2 separate regions of the Mus musculus genome follow, and region 1 is linked to region 2. The links are chromatin contacts, called in public HiCAR-type maps. All regions are on one chromosome and are shown on one strand. The core of a region is the stretch at or near the end of the contact, and the rest is flanking DNA. Distances in the headings are between cores, read along the strand shown.

Region 1 (4,894 bases), core at 1,965-4,464, 320 kb before region 2:
AACGACTGCCACGATTAGCCATGGTCAGTATTTCCTAAATGGTTTCAAGTCTTTATTTTCAAAGAGAGCTTTATTTTCCTACAGGGAAAAGTGCTGTCTGCCACCTCTTAAAACATTTTTTTAACTAGTATATTGTCATTATACTGGGCTTCATGATAACAAGGTTATGCATGTATCCCATTCTTTGCTCGTATCCGCCCTCCCGTCACCCTCTCTCCGCTCTCCCTTTCTATCCACAAACAGTTATTCTTCTACTTCCACTTCTTTAAAGAGACATATAGATTCTGCATATGACAGAAAATAGCTGATATTTTTCTTTCTAAGCCTGGCTTATTTTAGGTAACATGACAAACCCCAGCTCCCAACTATTCCTGAAAATGACATAATTTCTTTCTTTTTTTTATGGCTGAATAGAACTCTATGGTGTATATATACCAAATCTTCTTTCATTCATGTGTTGAGAGACAACTAGGCTGACTGTATGACTTGGCCATTGTGAACAGTGCTACAATTAACATGGGTATTGCCCATCTATGCAGTATATAAATATGGATATGTCCAAATATGTTGTGTGTTGATGTAGGGTCCTATGGGTCTACAAGGAGCCATTATATCTTGCAGTACTATTTTTGAGGAGCCTCCATATGGATTTCCACAGTGGCCATACTAGCTTACATTCCCTCTAGCAGCATATAAGGATTCCTCACTGTCCACTCTCTGTATCTTTGTAGTATTTGCTATTTGTTTTCTTGACAATGGTCTTTCTGAGCCAGGTAACATGGAATGTCAATGCAGTTTTTAAAAGGAATTTACTTTCACATGTACGAGAGTTTTGCCGATATGTGTGTTATGTGTACCATGTGGACGCAGTACCTACAGAGGCCAGAAGAGGGCATCATGCTCCCTGACCCTGCAGTTGCATGCAGTTGTGAGTTATCATGTGAGTGCTGGGAGTTGAACTTGGGTCTTCTGAAAAGAGCAACTGCGCTCTTAACCACTGAGCTATCTCTCCAGCCCCCTCAATGCAGTTCATGTGCCACTTTTTTGGGGATATGGTAAATGCTAAAAAGGAGCTCCAACTGTGCAGCTGTAGGACGGAAGAAACAACGGTTTACTCAACCCTGTTAATAATTACGACTTAGTCTAAGAGAGAATCTGATGAGCCAGGCTGCCCCAGTTCCTCATGGGGAAAATTATGTGCCACCGGGTTACATCGTCTCAAGATCTAAAATGCCAGTTAAATGACAGCATTATCTGCATGAGAACTCATAGACAGTGGCCTTATGCTTCTCTCACATGAATTAACATGGTCTTATAAAATGTCTTAGTTATAGTTACAACAGATGTCTAGCTATGGGGCTCCAACAATTACTGTGAGGATTCCACAAAACATGCACAAAGTACTAACATGGGAACATAAAATGTTCAAAGTACCCGATAAGGGTCAACATTCACCAACATTACCCCTTTTCATGCCCAATGACACATTTTCTCTATCTTTGCCCCACTGAAACACAGCTGCTAAAAGAGGCACCCCTAGCATCTGATCCACTAGTCAGCCCCCACTGACCTCCAAGTCTGGTGAACACACATACCAGGAGCACCTTGCCATGCTCAAGAGTGTTTCTCTTGGTCCACCATCCATGGACTGCAGATGAACATCTGCCGGAGCTCAGGATTCCTGGGAACTGCGGCAGGCCAGCTTTCCCCAATCTGCTCCCCATAGACTCTCAGTCCTTGGAGGTGAATGATAAGGCTTCATCTTTCACCACAATCCTTCTTCCAAGTACACTTCTTATTCTTAATTATTTTCACTTGATTTTTCTGCCACTGTCTTAGTCCAGCCTAGCAGCTTGATTTAAACAGAACATAAACCCTCTTCCTGACGGGGACGAGAATTTTCTCCTTTCCATTCCTCCTTTTCACCTACCTTGCCTTCCTGAATTGAACCGAAAACTCAGTGCAATTATTTCACATCAAAGCCAGCAGCTCTTCCTCATGGCATCTAATGTGGCAAGTTGATTGGGCTGCTCTGAATGCCCGCAGGAAGCTGGGATTATAGCAAGTTTACAGATTGTAACAGGGAGGAAGGGTTCTATCCTGTTACTGACTTGACAGAGGCCACTGCTAACTCTGGACTTTCTAAAGTGGGCATCTGTCAAAGAGATAATGTTGTTCTTTGCACTGCAGCCTTTTTGGGGGTCTGGAAGCTGAGCAATTCTTCAGTTAGCACTTCCATGCTGATGGATTCTCAGACTCTCTCAAAGCTTTAGCTCAGTCCTGGTGAAACATTTATCTAAGACCAAATAGACCCAGCAGTAACACATGAACTTGCTATCACTGCCCTCCGCATATCAGCTCCATTTCTCCTACACACCCTTCTTCAGCACTTCCAACTAGACACCCGTACCAGGAATCTTAATGCCAGCCCTTCCCTTCTGCAACTCCCTCTGCTGTCCTAAGCCACCCTTTGATCTTTCTCAATATTCCCTGTATTCTAGCTGGCTTCCGTATCTCCAGTCTTGCCTCCCTCTAATCCACTCTTTACCTAACTATTGCTGAGGTGCTCTTTGTAAATGTTAACCCATGCATGCCACTCCCTTGCTCAAAGTGTTCGCCATCTTCTTCTTGCTAGAGCACAAGGCTTCCTTCATCGGGCTCCTGGCTACCTGTGTGATAGCAGTTCTCAGAAAACCTTCTCAATTTGAACTCCATCCCTGTAGATGACCTTGTATAAGGGCTCCCTGACCTTAGAATGGTATAAACTCTTTGCTTGATTGGCTCTTCCACTCCTATTTTTTTCTCAGAAATTCATGCTGATCCTTCCAGAGTCAGCCTAAGGGGGCACCTCCATCATGGCACCTCCCAGACAGATACCAGGCTACTCCTCTTTTTCCTGTGCCTGTATTAGGCTTGAAGGGTTGGGGAACCTTCAACACACCCTCACCAGCAACTTATTTCTCTACTAAAAGGAGAGGAAAAGAGTGAATTCAGCTGTGTGAAATCCATTGGATTCTCAATCCAGATTCTTAAAATTAGATTATCTTGCTTTCCTTGTTATTAATTTCATGCCATTCCAGCAGATGATGGCCCTTTATTACTGTTCACCAGCACAGGAACTGAATAACTAGCCTGAAGGTGAACAAGCCCCCAGCTGGCTATGAATTACTGGGCGTCTTGCAGACTCAGTTTACTGTAACAATGACTCACCAAGCAAGTTTAGATGAGTAATGTTTTGGATCGGAATGAATAGGCAAAGGGAATGTGAAGTGCCTGCTGGAGACTAGCTGTTCAACAATTAATATTTTATAAAAATGATATAATGCGGCTCTGCAGTTTCTTGTTTTCAACAGTGAGGTGAGGTAATGGCTTCACTGAAGTACAGCGCTGGTTTCGCTTCTCAGAAGGGCCAAACCAGAGCTCTCCTATTACGCTAGACCCTCAGCTCTTTGTTTCAATTCTTTAATGGCCTACATACAAATATTTCACTTTCTTGATATTGTGAGATCTCAGATCTACTTTCCCCTCATCTATCTGGATAGGTGGAAAACATCATCCTGTTTTGTCAAGGTTGACTCTGAAACCTGAGACTAATTTTTGAGGTCTCTAAATATCATATTTTTCTTTGCCTGATATCAACATTTCTACATCAGTTTTATTGATCCAGTAAGGGTCATGCTAGAAATTATCACTAGTAATACTATCCCCAAAGCTAGTCATCTGTTGGAGTTGCTGTCAGTAATTGCTCGGTCCTCAACCCACACGTATGAAGCATGTTTTCACAAGAACTGCTAATTTCTTATATTGCTCTGCTCTTCATATATTTTTACTGAAAAAAAAAAAAACGGAACAGCAAATACTGATGTTTCAATGTAAACAAAGTCAAGATTTAACGATACCTACAAGCCAGTGAGTAAGTAAACTGACCTCCCCCGCAAAAAAAAGAACCCTCCAAATATTAGAAGGATAAGTGGAACACAGCTCAGGATGCCTGGAACTGACAGCGCCTGTATGGAAGCTGTGACAGTGTCAATGGCTGACAAGTCCACATTTGTCAGGTTAACCTGTTTTGTACATTTGCAAGTTTTACAATGAATATATTCTCTTTACTGCCCCAAAAATTTCCCAAAACCTTCTATGGTAAAACAGAACTCCAATGTCCCTTCCTTCCTGCATAACACTCACTAAAGGTCACCCATTCTTTACCCGCTCACTTTGGTAACATGAACAATGAAATCAGGGGAGGAAACAATGGAAGACTCAATGTGATTTTCTAAATAGAATGGGTAGGGCAGCTTATATACAGACAAAGAAATTAAATTGCCAGGGCCTAGCAAACACAGAAGTGGATGCTCACAGTCAGCTATTGAATGGACCACAGGGCCCCCAATGGAGGAACTAGAGAAAGCACCCAAGGAACTAAAGGGAACTGCAACCCTATAGGTGGAACAACAATATGAACTAAGCAGTACCCTGGAGCTCTTGTCTCTAGCTGCATATGTATCAAAAGATGGCCTAGTAGGCCATCACTGCAAAGAGAGGCCCATTGGACTTGCAAACTTTATATGCCCCAGTACAGGGGAATGCCAGGGCCAAAAAGGGGGAGTGGGTGGGTAGGGGAGTAGGGGGGTATGGGGGACTTTTGATATAGCATTGGAAATGTAAATGAGCTAAATACCTAATAAAAAATGGAAAAAAAAGAAATTAAAACTGTCTTTAAAGACCTTGACAGTGAAAGTCATAACAAAAGTAAATGGTCCTACTAGGTGTCACATTCAGAAAAGCCTATGTGCATCACAAGAGGTGATCACAAGATGCACTTATGTCTATTTCGTTAGGAAAGTGGTTTGGTATTCTTTCAGACAAATTCTTCCATTTTGTTTTGTTTTCAATC
Region 2 (4,869 bases), core at 1,173-3,672:
AATTATTCTGAATGACAACCCTGTTTCCAAGATCCTCACCCGGCAGCCACTGGGAGCTCCTGGGATTCCCCAGCTTATGGGGGACAGGCTGAAGCTTAGTTTCGGGGAGTACATTTCGTCACCAAGCAAATGGCCTATCAGCTTTTCCAATTCCTTCCACTTCCCTGAGGAAGAAACACTGAGGGGAAGCTGCCTCACAAACTATAAAAATCCTCAATCCCCATTTTGAAATATGTTTAATGCTCCCCAAGCATAATGGGAAATAATAGCAGACATGGCTTAAGCACATCATGAACTTATTTGTCAATTAACAAATGTATATGGGTGCCAGTGGGTTTCTATTATTCAAGTTGTGGGAGATGGTGAATAATATGCTATCATCTATTACAGAAAGGTTAGTGTTAGTCACAATTATTTCTAAGTACACTGCCAGTCGCATATAAGCATCTTAAAATGTATGTCATTTGTTCACACATTTGATCAAGCAATGCTACTGTTTGTCCTACTTAGAACTCAGATTTGCAGGGCAAGAAGAACCCTGGTTATCCTTGGAACAAGAGCATCACTAAGTTGTAAACTGTGGGAGTTTAAAGATATAAAGGATCAAAGAGCCAAGTTCCACAGGACATGGAGGCAGAGCAACTGTGAAGCATAAACAAATACACATTTCAAAAATTGAGGTGAAAATGCAAGGTAATACTGTATGTTTAAATCATTTGTGTAAATTTCATGGTTGCTGAATGATTCTTAACAATGTGAATTTTATTATTGTGAAAAATTTTAAAGAGTGCTCCAATATATTACTGCTTGTTAAAAAAAAAAACAAAAAAAACAAAAACAAAAACAAAAAAAAAACCTCAATCCCTTGGCCCAGCATGCTAACAGGCAGGCTCCAACTGATGTGACTCGATTGGGAATGATAGCAAGGACAGCGACCCTGACCCTGGACCACAGACAGTGAGGAACTTCCTTCCTTCTCTCCTTTCTACCGACATTCTCACGTTTCATCCCTTTCTTCTCTTTTTGCTAGACTCCTTCAAACTACCTTCAGTCAAGAACCCCTCCTCCTCAATCTATACCCCCAGCAGATACACATCACCCTGGCTGCAGGAAGAGTGAGGGATGGCAGCTTTTGTCCTGCATTGACTCAAACATAGCCAACAATAGTCTGTCCATCCTACATCCCTCCCATGTAAGACCTTCCCCTCCCATCACCAAATGCTGTTATCTAGTCCCCTCTCCCTGAGTCTGGACTCCCTCTGCACTAGGCTTCCACCAACCCATTCCCTCCCCAAGAGCACCCTAAAGGCATCAGTCTGATTCTCTACCCTGAGAGCTGAGTCTCGATTCCCTCACAGAATATATGCAAATCGAATTCAATTATCCATATGTATAAGGTGTATCTATGAGATGTTGCTACAGTCAACTGGCTGATGAAAGGCAGCTCTGGCTCACAGTGAGAGAGTCTATCATGTCAAATAAAGTGTGGCAGCAGGAGTACGAGGCTGCTGGGCACATCTGGACAGATAAGGAAGCAGAAAGAGTGGGTCCAGGCTATACATTTCAAGGCCCACCCCCAGCAACCGACACCTTAAGGTTTACTTCCTAAAGGTCCTATAACCTCTGCAAACAGTACTGCCTGCTGGAGAATCAAGAACTCAAACAAACGAGCCTACAGGGGACTTTTAATACCCAGACCACAAAAAAAAAAAAAAAAGGTACAAAATGCAAACCTAATGAACTCAACAGGCTCAGAAGACAAGATGAGAAACTCATTCATTCAAAAAGAACACCAGCTGAATACCAGTCATGCACCAAGCGCGGGGCACACTTGAAGGACACGTTTTGCACTTGACTTGCTTAAAGGGATAGATGAAAAGACTCTCAGAAAGCCAGGAATTAGCATGTCATCCCTTCTTGGCAGAAAAAGCTAGAGATAGATGCTTGGGAAAGAAGAGGCCATCAGAGGCCAGACAGGCTAAAAGTACAAAAAGAACAGAGAGTACAAACCTCTTCCCTAGTTTCCAGAAAATAAAGGAAAGCAATTGGGGAAAAAGACGTAAATGACACTCCTGGTGTGCCCTGGAAAGCCACACGGAATCCAGCCATCCCTGTGCGTCTGCATCCATATGTCTACAACCTGCTCCAGTAGGGACCTGGAACCTTGAGAGAAAGACGGGGACCTTGAGGTATTTAACCCCAAAGAAGAATGCAAGCTCCTAGAGAAAGTCCTGGATGTTGGTGAAGACAGCCACAGATGCTTGCTTGGTTAACCAAATCAGTATTGCTCAACCCCAGGAGGGTGGGAAGATCCTACACTCCCCCCGCCCCCACTGGAATCCCCAGTGACAATCTGAGGCTCATTTTCCCACAGAAATCTCGCCAGGCATGGCAGCTGAGCTCCAACCAGGACAAACACCATCTGTAGTCTGCACAGATCCTGGGAGACAGGAAGATGAAAACAGGCTGGCTCTGAGTCTGAACCCTGCCTTGGGTTCGTGCATCCATAAAACGTGGAGATCCACCGAAACCCTGGTGGAGCAGCTAGCTCAGCATAGGGCCTGGCACAGTTAGGGCTGAGTCTATGACATCATGTTTCAGGAGACCACTCTGTAACAGGCCACCAGACAACAGAGTTCTGTCAAGTACACCACTTGTCCAAACACAGGAGACCTTCTGCATTCCAGATGATAACAATTGAGCCTTTCCACATAATAGCAATAATTATATCCATGCTAGTTTAACAAAACAGAACAACTTATCCAAAATGTAAGACCACTTATAACCAATATCTAGATAGTACTTTTTTCCTGGTACAGGGTCTCACTCTGTAGCCCAGGATGGACCTTAGGACTTCAGATCTTCCAGGAAACTGGGACTGCAGGTGGGAATCACCATATCCAGCCTTCTATAGCGCTTTTCTATCAAGAAATTTGAAAGTGTATCTCCCGTGTTATGATCCCACCCTAGAGGAAACACGTATAGAATTTTGCCAGACTTTTTATAGAGAAAGGTAGAGTCCAGAGACCTCAGAGAGTCTTGCTCGTCTCCTCACTCTGTTGTTCCACTGAATTAGGGCAGGAGTTCCGAGAGACAGAGCTGTCTTACTCTGACCCATCTGGTGTGGCTGAGCTTGAATGTGCTGGATTACTTTCCTGTTCTGGAAAACCACCTACGAAACCTCACTACAACCAAGCTGAGCAATGGCGAATGTCAGAAGAAAAAATGAAAAGAATCCCAACGTTTATTCAGAGTAGAGAAGGGGAGGAAGAGGATGGTCAGGTGGGACACGGAAAGAGAATGACTCAGCCAAAAACCACTAGAAGGCGGGACAGCAGAATAGTTACTGTCATTGGCACTGGTACCAAAAAGACAACCTTTCCCCACCCAGGTGAATCCGGCTGAAGGCACACACACACTAAAAGTGCCTCCCATTTTTTTAAATAATATTTTTTTGTTTGAAGGTTGTGTGCATGTGTACAGCATGTACTGATCATATTTGGCCACCACTATCTCCGTCCAGCTTCTCCTTATGCCCTTACCCTGTCTCCCACCCAACTTCACGTCCTTAGTCATATTGCTATTAACATTAACAGTTGAATCCAGTTAGCTCTGCCCATATGTGCACGGTGTGGTACGAGCAACCTACCACCAAAGAAGGGTGATCTTGTACGAGCAACCTACCACCAAAGAAGGGTGATCTCTCATCCTCAGCGGCCATCAATTGGTAGTAGCTCCTACAATGGGGGCGTAGGGGGGAACTCTTCCTCCTTCGTGCTGGAATTTTGATTGGCTTAACCATCCCAGAAGACGTGAAGTATTAAGTGGTGCTGCCTCTCTCGGCTGACAAACACCAGGACTCTGAGCTGTGCACAGAGCCACCCCCTCTCTCTCTATGGCACACCTCACAGCGTATGCTCTCTGTAAGTGGCATCCTCGCTGGAGACCTCTGTGGAATGGCCTGAGAAGTTAAACTCATTAAAAACATATGGAAATTCCTTCATAATCCCAAATGTACCCCCTGAGAATAAAAAAGAGAGAGAGAGAGAGAGAGAGAGAGAGAGAGAGAGACCTAAATCAAATGTCTCAGAAAATTCTTCAGGGCTCTTTTGCCAATCTGTGATCCAATGCTCTGACCTAGATTCTGTGTTAAAGAGGAGGACGATCCTTGGATAGGGTTCCGTAATGATCCCCCCAAATTCTTAACAATCAAATCTAAATCATCTCTTTTTTTTGTTGGTGTTTTTTTGGGAAGGAGGGGTGTCAAGGCAGGTTTTCTCTGTGTTGTTTTTCCTTAGCTGTTGGAGAACCCTGCTGTTAGGGTCACAGTCCACCAAGTTGGGAGAGCTCTCTCCGAGCTCAGTGCAAACTGGAGGATTCCCTTTCTCGTCCTGACCCTGTCTGGAATAGAGCATAGAAGTTTTATCTGAAGCCCCTGTGCAGAGCTCTCTGCAAACTCTGCACAACTCCACACGCAAGCCCTGCTCTGTCTGGCTCCCCACCCTAGTGATAATTAGGTACTTCGTTATAACCAATCAACCCGTTCCATCCACACCCCTAAGAGTTCTCATATACCCTACCTACTCCTGGGACAACAAAGAGCGCTGTCTCACTGAAGCTGTCTCCAGAAGCCCTTCCACGGTACTCACAGCTGTCTGATCCCTGCTTGATGCGTCTGTTCCCTCCACCCTCATGGTCCACTGGCCAGTGACTCTCCAAGAAGAAGGGAGACCCACACCTGGCTGCCCTGGAACTCACCAGGCTAGTCTAAATGTCAGAAATTCACCTTCCTCTGCCTCTCAAATGCTGGCATTAAAGCTGTAAGCCACCTCTGCATCAAGGATTCTTTAGAAGTCTGTAAATTTGTCA

What was found. HiCAR-type assays count read pairs that join an accessible place to other places.
Region 1: a contact with region 2 is called in a HiCAR-type map of fibro-adipogenic progenitors, with 4 times the contacts expected there. The contact joins two enhancer-like sites. A contact is called at or near these places in 1 of 15 datasets of contacts at CTCF or cohesin (the NIH/3T3 cell line), 1 of 484 Hi-C or Micro-C datasets (bone marrow-derived macrophages) and 2 of 115 datasets of contacts at active chromatin or transcription factors (bone marrow-derived dendritic cells and fibro-adipogenic progenitors).

The regions. Positions count from the first base shown.
Region 1 is chr17:75,343,606-75,348,499 of GRCm38.p6, reverse strand. All of the region lies in intron 24 of Ltbp1 (latent transforming growth factor beta binding protein 1), which reads right to left. Among named protein-coding and RNA genes, the nearest start is that of Rasgrp3, 90 kb to the left of the region's middle. Within about 2 kb of position 3,214, at least 37 of the 459 cell types and tissues checked have an H3K27ac peak or open chromatin away from gene starts, as enhancers often do. A contact at or near this core is called in fibro-adipogenic progenitors, where this site is marked.
Region 2 is chr17:75,025,079-75,029,947 of GRCm38.p6, reverse strand. The region is part of intron 2 of Ltbp1 (latent transforming growth factor beta binding protein 1); the gene reads right to left. Among named protein-coding and RNA genes, the nearest start is that of Ltbp1, 22 kb to the right of the region's middle. Within about 2 kb of position 2,422, at least 14 of the 459 cell types and tissues checked have an H3K27ac peak or open chromatin away from gene starts, as enhancers often do. A contact at or near this core is called in fibro-adipogenic progenitors, where this site is marked.